Regions from separate parts of the Mus musculus genome. Here region 2 is linked to region 1. Evidence: chromatin contacts called from public Hi-C data. All regions are on one chromosome and are shown on one strand. The core of a region is the stretch at or near the end of the contact, and the rest is flanking DNA. Distances in the headings are between cores, read along the strand shown. Region 1 overlaps Sorl1 (sortilin-related receptor, LDLR class A repeats-containing). Region 2 has its middle 7.3 kb from the start of Gm40515.

The links. A called contact is a pair of places that touch in the nucleus more often than the background predicts.
Region 2: a Hi-C map of regulatory T cells shows a contact between it and region 1, with 2.2 times the contacts expected there. The contact joins two enhancer-like sites. A contact is called at or near these places in 6 of 39 promoter capture datasets (the 3T3-L1 cell line, embryonic stem cells, frontonasal cranial neural crest and 3 more), 9 of 484 Hi-C or Micro-C datasets (Th2 cells, bone marrow-derived macrophages, cerebral cortex and 6 more), 8 of 115 datasets of contacts at active chromatin or transcription factors (CD8 T cells, differentiating embryonic stem cells, effector CD8 T cells and 4 more) and 1 of 9 other capture datasets (bone marrow-derived macrophages).

What each region holds. Positions count from the first base shown.
Region 1 is chr9:42,104,437-42,112,340 of GRCm38.p6, forward strand. Sorl1 (sortilin-related receptor, LDLR class A repeats-containing) reads right to left here. Exons shown (of 48, transcript NM_011436.4): 2 at 1,992-2,108. Among named protein-coding and RNA genes, the nearest start is that of Sorl1, 16 kb to the right of the region's middle. Within about 2 kb of position 4,290, at least 174 of the 459 cell types and tissues checked have an H3K27ac peak or open chromatin away from gene starts, as enhancers often do. A contact at or near this core is called in CD8 T cells, Th2 cells, effector CD8 T cells and 1 more, where this site is marked.
Region 2 is chr9:42,245,003-42,252,906 of GRCm38.p6, forward strand. It overlaps a transcript of Sc5d not described here. Among named protein-coding and RNA genes, the nearest start is that of Gm40515, 7.3 kb to the left of the region's middle. Within about 2 kb of position 4,264, at least 48 of the 459 cell types and tissues checked have an H3K27ac peak or open chromatin away from gene starts, as enhancers often do. A contact at or near this core is called in CD8 T cells, Th2 cells, effector CD8 T cells and 1 more, where this site is marked.

The DNA of each region.
Region 1 (7,904 bases), core at 3,040-5,539:
GAGGTACTAGACTAAATGTATACACAGGTAACTACAGAGCATCCCCAGCCAGCAGGCATTCATACACAGCCACCCACGTGTGACCACAGCTACTGCTTGCAAACCTTGAACATATTTATTTATAAATTGGTCTAAGTTGTTGCCCGAAACAAGCCCAGCCTTGTCAAGAGCAAAACACCCAGACTAGCCATTATCTGCATTATCTCACACTCCATGGCTCAGAATGCTCTCTAGGCAGCCTGCAGCTGATAGGCAGCCCTTCTGTAAGCATCCCTGACTGTGGCCACCCTAATCAACTTCTCTAGAAAACATCCTGAGACTAACTCTGAATACACCCAACCCAGACAGCAGGTACACAGACAGGGAGCTCTCAGACCCCAAACGCACACCCACGAATCACAAAAGCACCTTTAAAGCAAGAGTATAGAAAGCTCTGGCCAGAATGCATACAATGGAAGGTCTACAGCATGTTCTATGTACAAGGTCACCCTTGTGAAGAAGGTAGACAGCCACCCAAAAGCAGAGCAATTGCTTTGCCCACAAGGAGAAGCCTGGACCGTAGACTTGGGAGACAAAGACCAGCTCTGACCCTACGTTTTTACTTGGCCTAGGTAATATACTTTATCTGCCTACTGGTAAGACTTAGCAGTTTTTCACAAAAAAAAAAAAAAAAAAAAAAAAAAAAAGACTTCTGGACTGGGGTTGAAAGCTCAGTGGCAGAGAGGTTGCCTAGCATGTGCTAGCCCCTAGATTCCATCCTCAATACCAGAGAATAAAACCAATGACCTATATGGCCTTGTGCTGAAAAATCAGATCTGGCTGTACTGGGCCAGTAACCTGCATGGCTCCCACATCCTAAGACCTGTTTCAGCACGGCCCTGAGAAGTGTTTCTGCTGCTTCTTAATGCCTCTCTCTCTACCACTCACCAAGCACCAGACACCACACTGAAATCAAGAGACAGACAATGTTTCTTGAGCCTGTGTCTCCTTTTAAAGGTGCAGAAATGGCCTATCCAAGGCAAGCCTGGTCTGCATAGAAAGCTGCAGACTAACCAGGGCTGCATAGTGAGGCCCTGTCTCAGAAAAAAACAAAAACAAACAAACAAACACCCTTGGAGGTAGCTTTCTGGCCCCATCCTGGATCTGGGGCTCGTGCGCAGGCTTCTCAGCTTGTAAACTTGTTTTTATTTCTTCAAATCATCTAACCAAAACATCATCATCATCAACAGAAACAGTGGAAATTAGAAATTAAGAGAATTTGTGTCAGGCAGACATGGTGGCTCCGGCTCAGCAACCCAGCACTAGAAAGGCTGAGGCTGGAGGACTGCAAAGTTCAAGGCCAGCCACAAGACAGCCAAAGAAGCTATGGAGTATGCTAGAGAGTGAGACCCTGTAACAAAACAAACAAACAAACTTGATAGATGATAGATAGATAGATAGATAGATAGATAGATAGATAGGATGATAGAAGATAGAGAGATAGATGATACAAGATAGATGACTGACAGACAGATCCATAGGAGATATATAGAGAGCATGGATATACATGCAGATAAAGGGATAGTATATGATGAGTAAAGAAGAAACAGACATCATCTGTCAATAGCTCATCAATCTTGTTGGCATATGGAAAAAAAACAAAACAAAAACAGTTTAACTTGATCTGGACCAGCTCCAAGTCAACTCAGCACTAGAGTGCTCTTTGGCACTTAGTGGAGCTATGAGTGCAGACCACCTGTGAGCTTTAGACCTATCAAGGCAGACTACCTATGACGTCACAAAGTCACCCTACACTGCACACATCTCCTTGGATGCCTCCACTCTGTGTGCAGTACACGAGGGATGCACGCATTACTTTCCATATCTCTTCACTGATGTATAGTCCTTACCATCCATCCCTAACTACCCACTATTTTTTTTTCTGACATGACAACCTATTAGATCAGAAAGGGCATGTCACCAGGAGGACCCAGAGCCACACAGATACTTACATCACTGCTCTTGGGCCTTGCCAACGCCAGGCTGTCTCGGGCTAATGCCACGATCACGTTGCTTTTCTCTCCGGCCCAGTGCACCACCATCTGATTGTGGGAGTCATTCAGACTGACCTGAAAGAGACCAAAAGGAAATCAAGACCCACAGTGACCGACAGCCACACACATTCCAAATCAGGTCTCTTAGTCCTCCTCTGTCACTCAGACTCTGAGATGGGAAGTGTGGGGGTCAGGGCAGACGCTTCTCACTGCCCTGCAAGTTCTACCATTAGCACCTTCCTCAGGAAGAAACACCAACCCCTTTTGTAATCGGTGACCCTGTGCATTTAACCAGACTGCAGAAAATCTTCCCAGGATAGCACTACCCAAGGGACTACTTGCTTTGTTTTATCGTTGTTGACGTCAGTCCCCAGCTACGCTGATCTTTACTCTGTGTGTGTGATGTGCACCTGTAAAACTGTAAACGAATCACTGAAATGTCCTGTTTGTTCAAAACGAAATTCTCCATAGGCTTGAAATCGTGGGATGGGAGAGGGCTAGCTAGTTAAGGATGGGCAATGAATGGAAGGAATAGCTGGTCTTTTTTAAAATTTACATTTACACATATTTAGCAAGCACGTGCACACACACACACACACACACACACACGCGCACACGCACACACACGCATGAACGCACTACAGAGCATGTGTGGAGCTCAGAGAACAGGACAACTTCCTTGGAGTCAGGCCTCTCCCTTCAACCACATGGTTCCTGGAATTGAATTTAGGTTATCTGTCTTGGCCACAAGCACCTTTACCTCCTGAGCCATCTCACCCATCAGCAGGAAAAACCAGATGGTCTGCAGCATGGTAGGATGGCTATCATTGGCAACAAGCCACCACGCCCGGCTAATTGTATTCAAAAATGAAGGAGATTTTAAGTAGTCTCCCCGCTGACTCTGACTGGGGTGTCTGTCTCTTAGTTCCCCAACCGTTCCCTGAATGTACCAGTTATCTCTATCGCACACCCCCTGAAACATCTTCACACTGTACCTCGGGAACACGGGCCAGTGGTATGCCAATTAAAAAACAACTTAAAGTATTTTTCAAAATTTCACAGGCCAAAAGGTCACATGCTTTTTGAGCTTCATGCTAAACCAGTGTTTCGTGGCAGGGAGACATCACTGCTCCACGTCAGCTAAGCATGAGAGGCGAAAGGAAGGCTGCCTTATGCAGTCTCTCTACTTTTCCTTGTTATTTGTTTAAGACAGGGTCTCATTAGGTAGCCTTAGTGATCATGATCCTCCTGCCTCAGTGCTAAGAGAGATAACAATGTGTCACATTTATTTCCCTTTTAATGTCTCAAATGAGGAAACCTTTCTCAGATCTGAACAAAAGTAGCCTTTTAGATTACTGCTAACAGAAGTCCCCAGACTTGCAATTTTGTAAACCAGCAAAATTAAAAAAAGAATATATAAGCCAACCAACCAAGGACTAGGTAGCCATTTCTGTGGCTAAGCCACCATGTCGCAGCTTGACCACCTACTCTCTTGATATACTTTCTGAAGTCACCATAGACTCTTCTTCTCCAGCCTGAGACAGCAAAGGTGTATCCCAGGAACAGAGTTCTAGACAGAAGACTTTAAGAGATGATCCATAGGACCACTCTACCCTGGACCATGCACAATTCTGTTTTCTTCCCCCATCCACAGGTGGCAACTCCGGATCCTAATGGCCCAGATGCAAGCAGAGAAACAGGGTAGAAAGATCCTGGGTTCCTGATTGATAGGCCTGCCGCTGATCCAGGAACACTCCCTCTGAACTGATTAGAATTGAGAGCTATCCTGACGCTAGAAAGCTTTCAGCGTCTGTCTGTAGAAACTGAGGAAGGCTATAAGGGGAATAAAGAGCCCTTTGTTCCTTCAGCTCGATCTTGCCTCATGGGCCTAGCTGTGTGGCCTTTTCTCCTTTCCCTATTGTGGCTGTGGCTACCACTCTGAGCACACGTGTTCTCGACTTAGTTGCCATGCACTGACAGACATCAGCTCCAAGATGACTCACTTTCCAGAACACTTGAGCTCTACTCAACCTGTGGGGACACCGACAAGCTCTGGTGCATCACTGAGAAGCTGAACAAGGCCTCCCCAAACCCAGAGCTCCTGCAGAGTTGTCTGAAATAAGCCTTGTCTGCTGCCAGCCTCCTGAGTCATCTCAAACCCACAGGCTTGGAGGCGGAGCTTTAGGGACTCAGAGCCTGCCTCTGAAGCCAGAGAGCTCACCTGCCCGGCCCTAGCACCACTCTAGAACTAAGGAAAAGTTCAAGTTGAGTGGGCCCACACTTCTTTCTGCAGAGCTCTGGCAGAAAACCTGCCCCTCTTCACAGCTCCACCCTCTTCCTTTCCCTTCTTCCTCCACCCTTGTATCTCCCCACCCACTCCGTAGGGGTGCTCTCAGATGTCACAAGGGAGAAGAAAAACACCTGGGCCACAAACTTGGCAGCCAGCCCCACCAAGAAGCTAACTAACCTGCAAAGGCCCTGCTTTGGATTTGAGGCACCTGCATCTAATTTGATCCAAGAACCAAACACTAAAAACTACCTGAAGAGAGACGGCTTCAAATAAAAAGAGATGATAATATATATATATATGTATACATCTCATTACCAGTAGATAAGTCCAGGCAAGCATCAACAGAAACATGCAAATCAAAAACAAATAAATTATTTAACTCAAAAAAAATAATAATAAAACCAGCTAAGGGACTCCCCCACCTCCTCCTGCCCCCAAGAGTCAAACTTTACTGTTACTTTCTTTCCCTTCCCCTCCCTTCCAACCTAGGCTTCCAGGAAGAAACTGGGAATACTGCTGGATCAGAAGCCCACCAACACAGACACCTCAGACACTCGGGCTAAAACCCTCTCTCGCCTACAAAACCATCTGCACCCTAGGAACAAACAAGACACCTATGTAAATGACACTCAGAAAGGGGTTAGGAACCTAGGGGAATCACCGGAAGTTCACCAGAGGTCAGAGATAAAAAGGCCCACCTGTACTCAACCTGGCCATCCTCAAAAGTGGGCGAAGCCCTCCCTCTGGCAGGTTAACAATCAGAGGACACGTTGAACAGGCTACAAAGTGTTACAGGATCAGAGTGGGGAGGAGGTCTGACAACACTTGCTGGGGTCTTTGTAGCAGAGAGCATAGGTTTCGTTAACTGATCCTAAGGGGTGAGGGATAAAATGGGCACAAAAGAGAGGCATCAAAATATTCCAGGGTATTCTTATAAAGAGAGCCTCTGAGGGGAAGAGCAAACTCAGTGGAACTTTTTTTTTTAAAGCCTTTTCTATCTGATGTCCCCTTTATCCCTAAGAGCAGACTGGAAAAGGGCAGCCCAGCAAGGTGAAAGAGAAGGCTCCCTGACAAGCAAAGGCTTGTCCAAGGGTCACCAGGCACTCACACAAACAGTTCAGTTCCTTGCCTTGGCAGAGATGTCAAGCATATCCAGTCATGAGAATACCTCCCTGGTGAGTCACCACTAATCTTCAAGGCAGCCCAGGTGCCCATCCCCCCACGCCCAAAGCACAGGACCCAAATCAGTAGCAGGAATCGATGCACCCCAAGGACAGTCAAGGGAGCCAGGAGAGGAAGGTCAGCACACCATAAATTTTATTAAGATCATGACATGCAGTCTATTTTCCTCCTGTCCATAGCCGAACTACAGGAAAAGGCAGGATGCAGTCCCCAGGGGACTGTGACCGAGAAGCCAACAGCCCCCAGGGCAGCCCACAGCATGGAGAACGCACAGATTCCTGTGGCTTGATCCCCTTGGTGATTTCTAGTGTGTTTGGGTCCTTTGCCCGGCTCCACTGCCAGCTCTCCGGATCACCTGCCCTCTACAGCAGCTGCAGGCTTGCAGACTGGTTCCACCAGCCTCTCCCACTTAGTTCCACAGGCTGATCTAGGAGACACCGGTCTGCCAGTGGGCGGGAGAAGGTGGGAGTGTGACTTTTCCAGGAACATAACCTTGATGTGTAGTCAGTCATAACCATAACCCCGGGCTGTGAACAACCTTCCTTCTCTTGTCTCTGGCGCACAGGGCATAGCCGGAGCCTGATAAATGAGATGCAATTAATTGGGGCCTGTAACGGCAACAGGGAGGAGCCGAGTGCCTCTGCTTGGGGGGGGGCGGGGATGTGATTGCATGCTATAGGGATCTCTGAATAAAACTCCATCTTAGATGACAAACTAAATCTAAAGGCCTGTCAGACCTCTGGTAGGCTCACAGGCGAGGGGTTTAAGAGAACCCCAAGAAGCCACCTGGTCTAGGATGAAAGCGCTGGAGGTAACTCCTTTAGGCTCAGACCTCTAGAGGTTACTCACTCTGGCTTCAAAATCAGAGGTTGCCTGGTCCATAAGCAAAACCCTGGAAGCCATGGGGCCCAGGATCAGTATCCCAGAATTCACCTGGTTAAAAAACAGAGATCAAGAGATCTGCTGCCTAAGATCAGAAGCCCTGCAAACTCCTCCATTCGGAGGCCCTCGGAAGGTAACCCATGAATGAGCATTTAGAAAACACATAAAAGTCTCTAGCTCATTTGGGAGATGATGAGTCTGGTCTGTTCTCTTGCTTCCAGGTAGTGAGAAGCGAAGAAAACACTGTGTTGGTGGGCTAAAGAGAAATCAGCATGGTCTTTGCCGGGGAGCTGGCATGGTTGTTAATGAAGACTCTATGTGATGCTAACTCATTGCTTTACTACAATGTGCCAGGCACAAAAGGTCACATACTGTATGACTCAGTTTATATAAAATATCCTGGGCAGAGAAATCCACAAGGACAGAAAGCAGATGAGGGGCAGCCAGGAGGCTGAGGAGGAGGAGAGGAGGGAAGAACTGGGTTTCTTTAGGAGGTAGAGAACATCATGGACGCAGACAGAGAAAATAGATACACAATGCACAATGCACGGACATTCCAAATGCCACTGGATTCTCAATGGCTGTTATGTAAATGCCGCCTCATTTTAAAAGCATTTCTATGACCCGGGTAGAACACTACACTTCTCAAGTGCAGATCCAATACCTAGGAGCTCCTACTTGTAAGAAGTACTTATTTCCTTTCAGCTCACAGTGAGCCCGATACTACCAAAATATGCAGCTCAAAGGAGTCATAATGGAGGCTGGCTGGGGACAGGGTCTCTGGCCAAAGCAATACTTCAAAGCGCTGTAAACAGCATCTACATAGTCACGGCATGCACATCAACCTTGTTGTCCCCAGCTAGAGCGACAGTCACAGGCTTACAGGCTCAGCTCCTGAATATTAGCTACTGCAGGCTCTCAGCAATCACCCACTCCTTGGCATAGCTCAAAGTCTTTACCAAACATTACCACCCGCTCTGGCCATCTCTCAATCCCCCTGCATGCCCTAGGGACCCAAGGGATGTGAAGGAGTATCCTAGAGGTACGCAGATCTGATTCTTATTATTGGGAGGCTGGGGGGGGGCGGCAGGGCAGAAGAGAATCTTCTGCTGTCCATTCCTTGGGCTCTGAGCTGTTATAAATAGAAGGGAGGAAATAAATTGCTAAGCGTATGAAGGAAGAGCTGCGCACCGCCATGAAGTGCACACTGAGGTCTGCTGGATGCCAGGTACCCTGCGGGTCTTTAATCATGTCTTACCTCTGTAAGCATACCAAGGACTTCTGGGAGAAATCAGGGTTGCAGGTCTGAAGACAGGCTGAGGGATTGTCAAGAAAGCCACCAAACTCATTATGGTCTTGGATCCTTACTCGAGAAGACGGGAACCCCCTTCCTGGAGTGGGTCCCACCTCTCTTCACTCATTTCTTCTACTATTACCTCCTTCACATTGGCCAAACACAGAGCTGAAGATGCCCTAGACACCCCCAGCTAGACAACATCATGCCTCCTGCATGCTTG
Region 2 (7,904 bases), core at 3,014-5,513, 140 kb after region 1:
ACGTGGCTAGGAGGAGGGTCTCAGAGCCCATCCCCAGAGTGACACACTTTCTCCAATAAGACCACATCTACTCTAATAAGACCACACCTCCTAATAGTGCCACTCTCTGGCCAAGCATATACAAACCACCATACTATTCAAGTATGTGAATGCTAGACTTTCTATAAGTAGTGGGAACGTCTCAGCCAGATAGGTACTAACCCAGGAGCCTGGGAGACTCCTTAGCTTCCTATAGCAAAGAACTTGGAATAGAATCATCAAAGGATTGTCATAGCCACTCAGTGAGCTTACTCAGTAGGGATTGCTTTGCCCACAGCCACAGCACTGCAGGCCAAGCTCACAACAGGAGCACAGCTATTAGTCACAGTCATTTCACTGGCACAGTCATTGTATTCCGTGACTTGTACCACTGCTGTAACCAAGTAGCAACTGAAGAGAAGAATATTTTATTCTGCCTTCAGTTCAAGGAGCTCATTCCATCATGGCTGGGGAGACTTGGTAGTAGTCAGATATGGATGCATGAACGGGATGCTGGCTGGTCACATGATATCCACAGTCAGGAAGCAGAGAGCCATGAATGCTATGCTTGGATCATTTTCTACCTATTTGCCCCAGACCCCAGGCTATGGAATGGCATAGCCAACTTAGGTGAGTCTTTCTACCTCAGCCAACGTAATCTAGACACTCCCTCACAGGCATGCTCAGCAGCTTGCGCCCTAGGTGGTTTTAGAGCCCATAGGGTTGATGATAGCTATGGACCATCATAGTTTCTCTAACAGGAACTGAGCCTCCCAGCATCTCCCATTCTGACTCCTGAACTCAGCATGTCAGACCGAGGAACAGACTTGCTCTCTTCACATTATTCATGCCTCTGCCAACAGAAGATCAGCCTTGCAACACCAGTGTCCCACATGGATTTCCCGGGATGGGGCTCCATAAAAGACCTTTAAAGAGGGATGGAGATGCTAGAAATCCACCCCCAGGCCTGAGTCACAGGGATTTTCACACGAAGAAGAGAGGCTTGGAGTTGAACAGAGTTTGAAGACTAGCATTCCCTAAGACGAGTTTAACTTAACTTTTAAAAGGCACAATCATCTTGGTTAGCAGATTAAATATGGAGCACAAGGGCAGCTGCTTACTGGGGCTGACATCAGAAGACATGGGTGCTTCCTCTTTTCATTAAGTCCATGTGTCCTGATATACCATCACACAAAAAGGGCATTTGATAGGGGAGTTATAAGCAGTGTTGAAGATGCTCAGTCCCTAACCATGAGCGGAACCAATATCATGTCAACTTTATGCTATGTCTCCTATGGCTAAACAGTGTTATCTCCAAACACTGTTCCTTTAGTGGAACCTTCTCGGTGCTGGAAAGGAGTGAGCAACATCCCCAGTTTTGTATACATTTGTCTGATTATGTTATCCAGTTAAAAAAATTTTACCCTTCCAAACCGTTTTAGTCAGGGTTTCTATTGCTATAGTAAAACACTGTGACCAAGGCAACTTATAAGCGGGTTTATTTGAGGCTTACAGCTCCAGAAGGGACAATCAACTAAGTCTGTCTCTTTGTTTCCATTAAACTATAATATACAATATGTGTTTGTTCCTCTAAAGGCTTTTCTATAGGCACTTTAAAGTCATCTATAGGTGATCTTAAAAACTGTGTGCATATGTGTATATATCTCTGTGTGCGTGTGTGTACGTATATATGTATGTGTGTGCATGTATACATATATATGCGTGCCACTCATTATGGATCACCCACGGTGCAGGCCTAGAATTTGTAGAAGCTGAAGAGGATCAGACAGGAAATGCAGGTGCTGTGAGCCAGCGGCTGCCTTGGGCCAGCCAAGTTATGAGGCAACAGCTGAACAGTTTTCTCTTCCCCAGGTCTAAAGAAGGCCACTGTCACACTTCCTTCTAAGCCTCACAGGACACCACCAAGCCTGAAACTAACCAGGAAAGCTGTTGTGGGAGCCATAGCTGTGGCTCAGAAACCCCACTGAGATGGGAAGTTCTCACATCAGTAACAAGTCAGGAGCTACAGCCACAGCAGTCCCCGGAGGGAACTTCATTGCATCAGATGGCTATATTTACCAAGGCAAAAGATTAAAATCTAGGATCTGAGCCTCCCATTTTAAGCAGCAATGAGGGAAAGGAGCAACTGAAGGGTAAAATAATCGGGGGTGGGGGTGGGGGTGGGGGAGAACATTGATGAGGCCAATGGCAAGCCACTAAGAAAAGTCAGTGAGTCCTGAAGTTGGGACCGTAGTCCATTGTGTCCCTGCCGTACTGTATATGGAATGTTAGCTGGTTTTGGTGTCTTAATTTGAGACAGGATCTCACATCTATCAGGGAAACCCTAAACTCCTTATGTAACCAAGGATGACTTAGACTTCTGATTTTCCTGCCTCTACTGCCCAAGTTCCAAGATCCTGGACACTTGTTAAAGTCTGATAGTGGGAGTTTTCTTTCTCAGTGCGGCAGCAGAGGGCCTGGTCTGGCCTCCTGAACAGGATCTTGAATGTTTTACTCCAGAGATGAGTGTGGGTTCTCAGAAGGATTGGGAATTGCCGGGGGCTGGAGGAGGTGGGGGCATTGCAGATCTCTGGAAATTTCTTGATAGTGTTTAGAGCATTGACTTCACTTTAGGATGGGAACTAAGTCAGGACCTCTTACGCTTCTCAGCTTGTAGCCTCTTTCCACCACAGAAATTCTTATGTGGCCTAGAGTGTACAGGTATAAAAAACAGACAGGAAAACCAAGTATCGAATGACAATAAATGATACAGAAATTCACTTAAGACAATAGTTGGTTTAGAACAATTGGCTTAGAATTTTATTATTTATTGAAGAAGAAATCAAGTGTTTATACTAATGACACAAATGCACTTATTTGTCCATGAATAATTAAATCCAGGCTAAAAATTTGATCCTGGGAGCATCTTTGATGCTTTCCCAAGCTGACTGATACTTCGCTTTTATGTACAGGGTTTATTTATGTGCAATAGTGTGTGTCTGTGGGAGTGTCTGCTACATATGTGCAGGTGCTTGTGGAGGTCTGAAGACAGTGTCAGAGTCCCTGAAGCTGGAGTTACAGGTAGGTGTGAGCCATCCAGCCTGGATGCTGCGAGACAAACCTGTGTTCTCTGGAAGAGCAGTAAGCACGCCACCATTGAGCCTTTTCTCCAGCCCTGAGTTTGATGTTATACTCATCAACTCTGAGAGCGCTGCTTTGCATAAATACATGTTACAAGTATATTTAGGACTATTTCAGAAATTGTTAGCAATTCTGTTCTAATCCCAAGACCAAATTTTTTTTTCACAATTTTTATGACACTGAGATCATCATACTAAACAGCAAGTTTTGAAATCAAGCATTTTGGCACACTCCAACTGGAAGATGTACTAGTTTGATATTCACATGCTGAGTAGTGACAGCAGCAAAACAACCAAAGTTCTCGCTATCCATAGACCATCATACGTAGAGGAGACTTCGCATGCACTGTAAGCAATGTGGTTCTAAGACACAGTGGGCTAGAAGCTGAACTGAGGTGTTCAGGCGTGTTTGCAGGTGCTCGCAGCATGGACATGCACTGTGCAAAGTGCCCGTTTGGAGCACCCAGACCCAAGGCTGCAGTCAAATAGCACAATGTAACATGGGTTAAGCAATGCCAGAAACACCCACTCAGACTGTGCAAGAAAAGTGGAAGATACAATTCAGTATTATACTACGCTAAGGAACTACAACTGCACATCTTATATGTGACGAGGGGACTGTTTAAACAATTCGTGGCAAAAAAGTCTATACATTAAACAAAAAGAAAACAAACCAAACCGCAAAAGGAACAAAATCTTTGAAAAAGAATGCATTGAATCTGAAGAAAACAATCGACAACTTAAAAAGTTTCCTCTTAGCCGGGCGGTGGTGGTACACCCCTTTAAACCCAGCACTTGGGAGGCAGAGGCAGACGGATTTCTGGGTTCGAGGCCAGCCTGGTCTACAAAGTGAGTTTCAGGACAGCCAGGACTACACAGAGAAACCCTGTCTCAAAAACCAACCAACCAACCAACCAAAAAAAAAAAAAAAAAAAAAAATTCCTCTCTTAAAAGACTAACTTGGCTCTATGCTTTTAGGCCAGTGTGAGGGGAGTGGTTTTGCCCCACATAGGCTCCTGGCTGATCTTTCCCCCTGACCACACCCAGAAAGAGCCTTGTGATCGTGGACTGAAAGGTCTGGGACCGAACCATTACAAGTCAGTCACACCCAAACACAGAGGACACACCTCGCCTTAGTCATAGCTGTCAGACCTGGTGAACTTTGAACCACATGGGAAAGGAAAGAAGAAAAGAAAGGGGGAGCTACACAGTGAGATCCTGTCCAAAAGGTGAACACCCCGCCCCCCACACCACCAGAACAACAACAAAACCACAGCTCACAGGCTGGGGATGGTGAAGATGCGTTAAAAAGACAGGAAATGCAGTCCCGAGAGACAGAAGTGTTCTGTTGCTATTAACCTCAATTCAAGATTTTTCCTTAAGACACATTATCAAGGCAATGAAAAGACAAGCCACCTTGGAGTAGATCTTTTAACAGGTACATAGAAACGTTTGTGTCACTACATACAGAACTCTGTAAATCAAGAAAGCAAAACCGGGTGTGGGTGGTGGGTTGGCTAGATTTCTGTCAATTTGACACAAGCTAGGATACTTTTGGGACACGGGGCACCAGTTGAGGAAATGCCCCCATTAGACTGGTCTGTGATGCATTTTCTTGACGATTGATGGGCGAGGGGGCCAGCTCACTGTGGGGGGGTGCTGCCCCTGGGCTGGTGGTCCTGGGTTCTAGAAGGCAGTTTTTGAATAAGCTGGGAGGAGCAAGCCAGCAAGCAGTGGTCCTCCACCGCCTCTGCAGCAGTTCCTGTCTCCAGGTTCCAGCCCTGACCTCCCTCGGTGATGTTTGGGTCTTTATTCACAGCAATAGAAGGCCTGGCTAGAACACAGATGTAATTCCAGCACTCAGGAGGCAGAACTGACACAAGTTCAAGGTCAGCCTGGTCTACACTGAGAATCCAGAACATTTGGGGAGATTTAGATAAGACTCTAGCAACTACTACTACAATTACCACCACCACTAACAATTTGGTTTTTAAAAGGCCAAAAGACTTGAACATATAGGAAAAGATGTAGTAATCTGTTTTTTTTTTGAGGTGTTTACCTGTATTAGTCGTTGAAAAATGTAAATTGATCCACACTAATGCCTTGAGAATAAAGATTGGCAATATTGTTAGTAAGACTGTGGGGAAAGCAGAATTCTCACATTGGTAGTGGGACTATAGGATGATACAACTGCTCAGGAATCCAGTTGACAGTTTCTTATAAAAACTGGACATAGGGGCTGGAGAGAACTCAGCATTTAAGAGCACTGGTTGTCCTTGCAGTGGACACAGTTAATTCCCAGCACTCATAGAGGCTCACAACTGTCTGAAACTACAGATGCAGGGGTCATGATGCCTGTTTGGCATCCTTGAGCACTGCATGTGCACGGTGTGCAGACAGACACACAGGCAAGACATCTGTGCACATAAAAAAAAACAATTAAAAAATTGTAGACAGGTATCTCCCCTACCAGCACTGAGGTAACCAAGGATTGAAACCCAATCTTGGACTACAGCTGTCTCCTGAGAGGCAGACTCTATCTCTGCATAGTTTCCCATCTTAGAAGTGTGAGGCTGTGCTGAGTCTATCAGGCGTAAGACACCAGGATATACCCTGCCCCGAACCCAATGTCTACACTTGTGAAGGGTCTGAATTCTCAAAAGAGCTGACATTATGCCACTGTACTGTGCTTTTAACATCGTCCCCTTCTTGTGAGTATAGGTGGAATATGTATAACATCTATTTATATATAAAATACATAACAAACAAATAAACAAAAACTAAAAGGGAGAAAAAGGGTTACCTTGCCCCATGAATATGCTATCCCTTCATGAATAGTCATTAAACATTGCCTAAAATCACCAGGCAGTGGTGGAGCATGCGTCTAATCCCTCCTTTTGGGAGGCAGAGGCTGGAGGATCTCTGAGGAGGAGGTCAGCCTGGTCTACAGAGCGAGTTCCAGAAAAGCCAGGCCACACAGAAAAACCCTGTCTCGAAAAAAACAAAACAAAAACAAATTTTAAAACTTCCTAAAATCTACAACACAGAACTGACTGGACCGTTCCTGGCCATGGGGAAGGTCTCTCCAGTCTTTTCTTAGCTTTAGCTAAGCAAACTTCTGCGCTAACTGTCCCTACCGTTCAACTGAATTCTTCAAGGCAATAATAACCGAAAGACACCAAGAACATCACGATGCCATGATTCCAATAGATATTCATCAGTAAGAAATGGAAACATGCTGGGTGGCAGCGGCACATACCTTTAGTTCTAGCACTCAGGAGGCAGGCCTTTGTGAGTTCAAGGCCAGCCTGGCCTATAGAGCAAGTTCCAGGATGGCCAGAGCTACTCCTAAAAACACTGACTTGAAAAACCCAAACACTAAACCAAATCAACAACAACAAATGAAATGAAAACACAGGTCCACACAATGATTTGCTCACAAATATCCATAATAGCTTTATTCAAAATATTCCCACACTGGAAATATCCCGAGTATCTATCAACAGATACACAGATTGGCCAATAGTAGTATATTACTTAGTATAAGAAGTATACTATAATAGGAATACTATTCACCAATAAAAAGAAACAATCTATTGATAAATACAACAGCACACATGTCAAAACATGTTAAGCTAAAAATAAAACTTCAACACAAAAGTATAACTCATCTGATTCAACTTAAATGAAATAATAGAACAGACAAGATTAATTCCCAGGGACAGAGTAGAGGAGTGACTACCTGGGTTGCACAGGGGGGTGGGGGGGTGACCCACTGACTGCAGAGGGAGCCAGTGCATGCGCTATGCACTGGTTAAGGATCTGTCTGTCTTGACCAGGAGTGGTGTTGGCACTGGTATAGAAATGTCAAGACAGAATTGTACTGCCGGGTCAGAAGACGAGAGCCACAGACTCAGTGCCTGACTTAATAGATGGACGTGCACTAAGTTTCTATTTGTTTCTTTAGCAGCATGTTAAGGGTCAAATTTTCATCCAATGAATGGCTGAGTAAAATTATAATATTCAAAGAGTCAGCCATAAACGCTGGAGATTAACAAACGCTCTGAGATAAGCTGGCTTCATGAGAGGGCACACACAGCTTCAAGCCAAATGACTCATTTCTGATAGCATCATCCTATGTCAGGTTTTAACTCCCAGGGATGGAACGCTGTCCAGGTCCTCAAAAAACAAGTCTGACCAGGGAGCTGAGTCAAATGCTAAATCTCTTACCAAATTTAAGAAAATCTCATTATAAAAAGACGAATGGTTACAGGTTCATTACAAGGATTTGATAGGTTTGACTTAGGAGTTCACTGCTGAAAAAACTGGAATATAACTTATTTTTAAACTCTATTACACGTAGAATTAATAAAAGCTTTCAACTTGACTTTAGAGATTAGGAAGAAAACCTTTTTGTCAGGCTAGGGATAACTGAGGGCCTTAAATATGCCATGCACGCACTCTATTAGGCTACATCCTGGCCCTGAACAATTATCTTCACCGTGTCTTCACAAAGCAAATATTTATGAAAACAAGTTTTTCTTCCTCTACCAAACCCTGGTAAAGCCTTCCTGCCCTTCTTAGGAAGTTTATTCTATTTCAGGGTAAAGACAGGCTTCTATTTTTGTCTCTCAATTTTACTATAGACTGTTTATGGCACATTTTTAAAAAGAATGCTACAGCAACAAAAATACTAGCAATTTTATCCCATTCAAGATAATTCACAGTGATCAGTGTCTTGTTTTC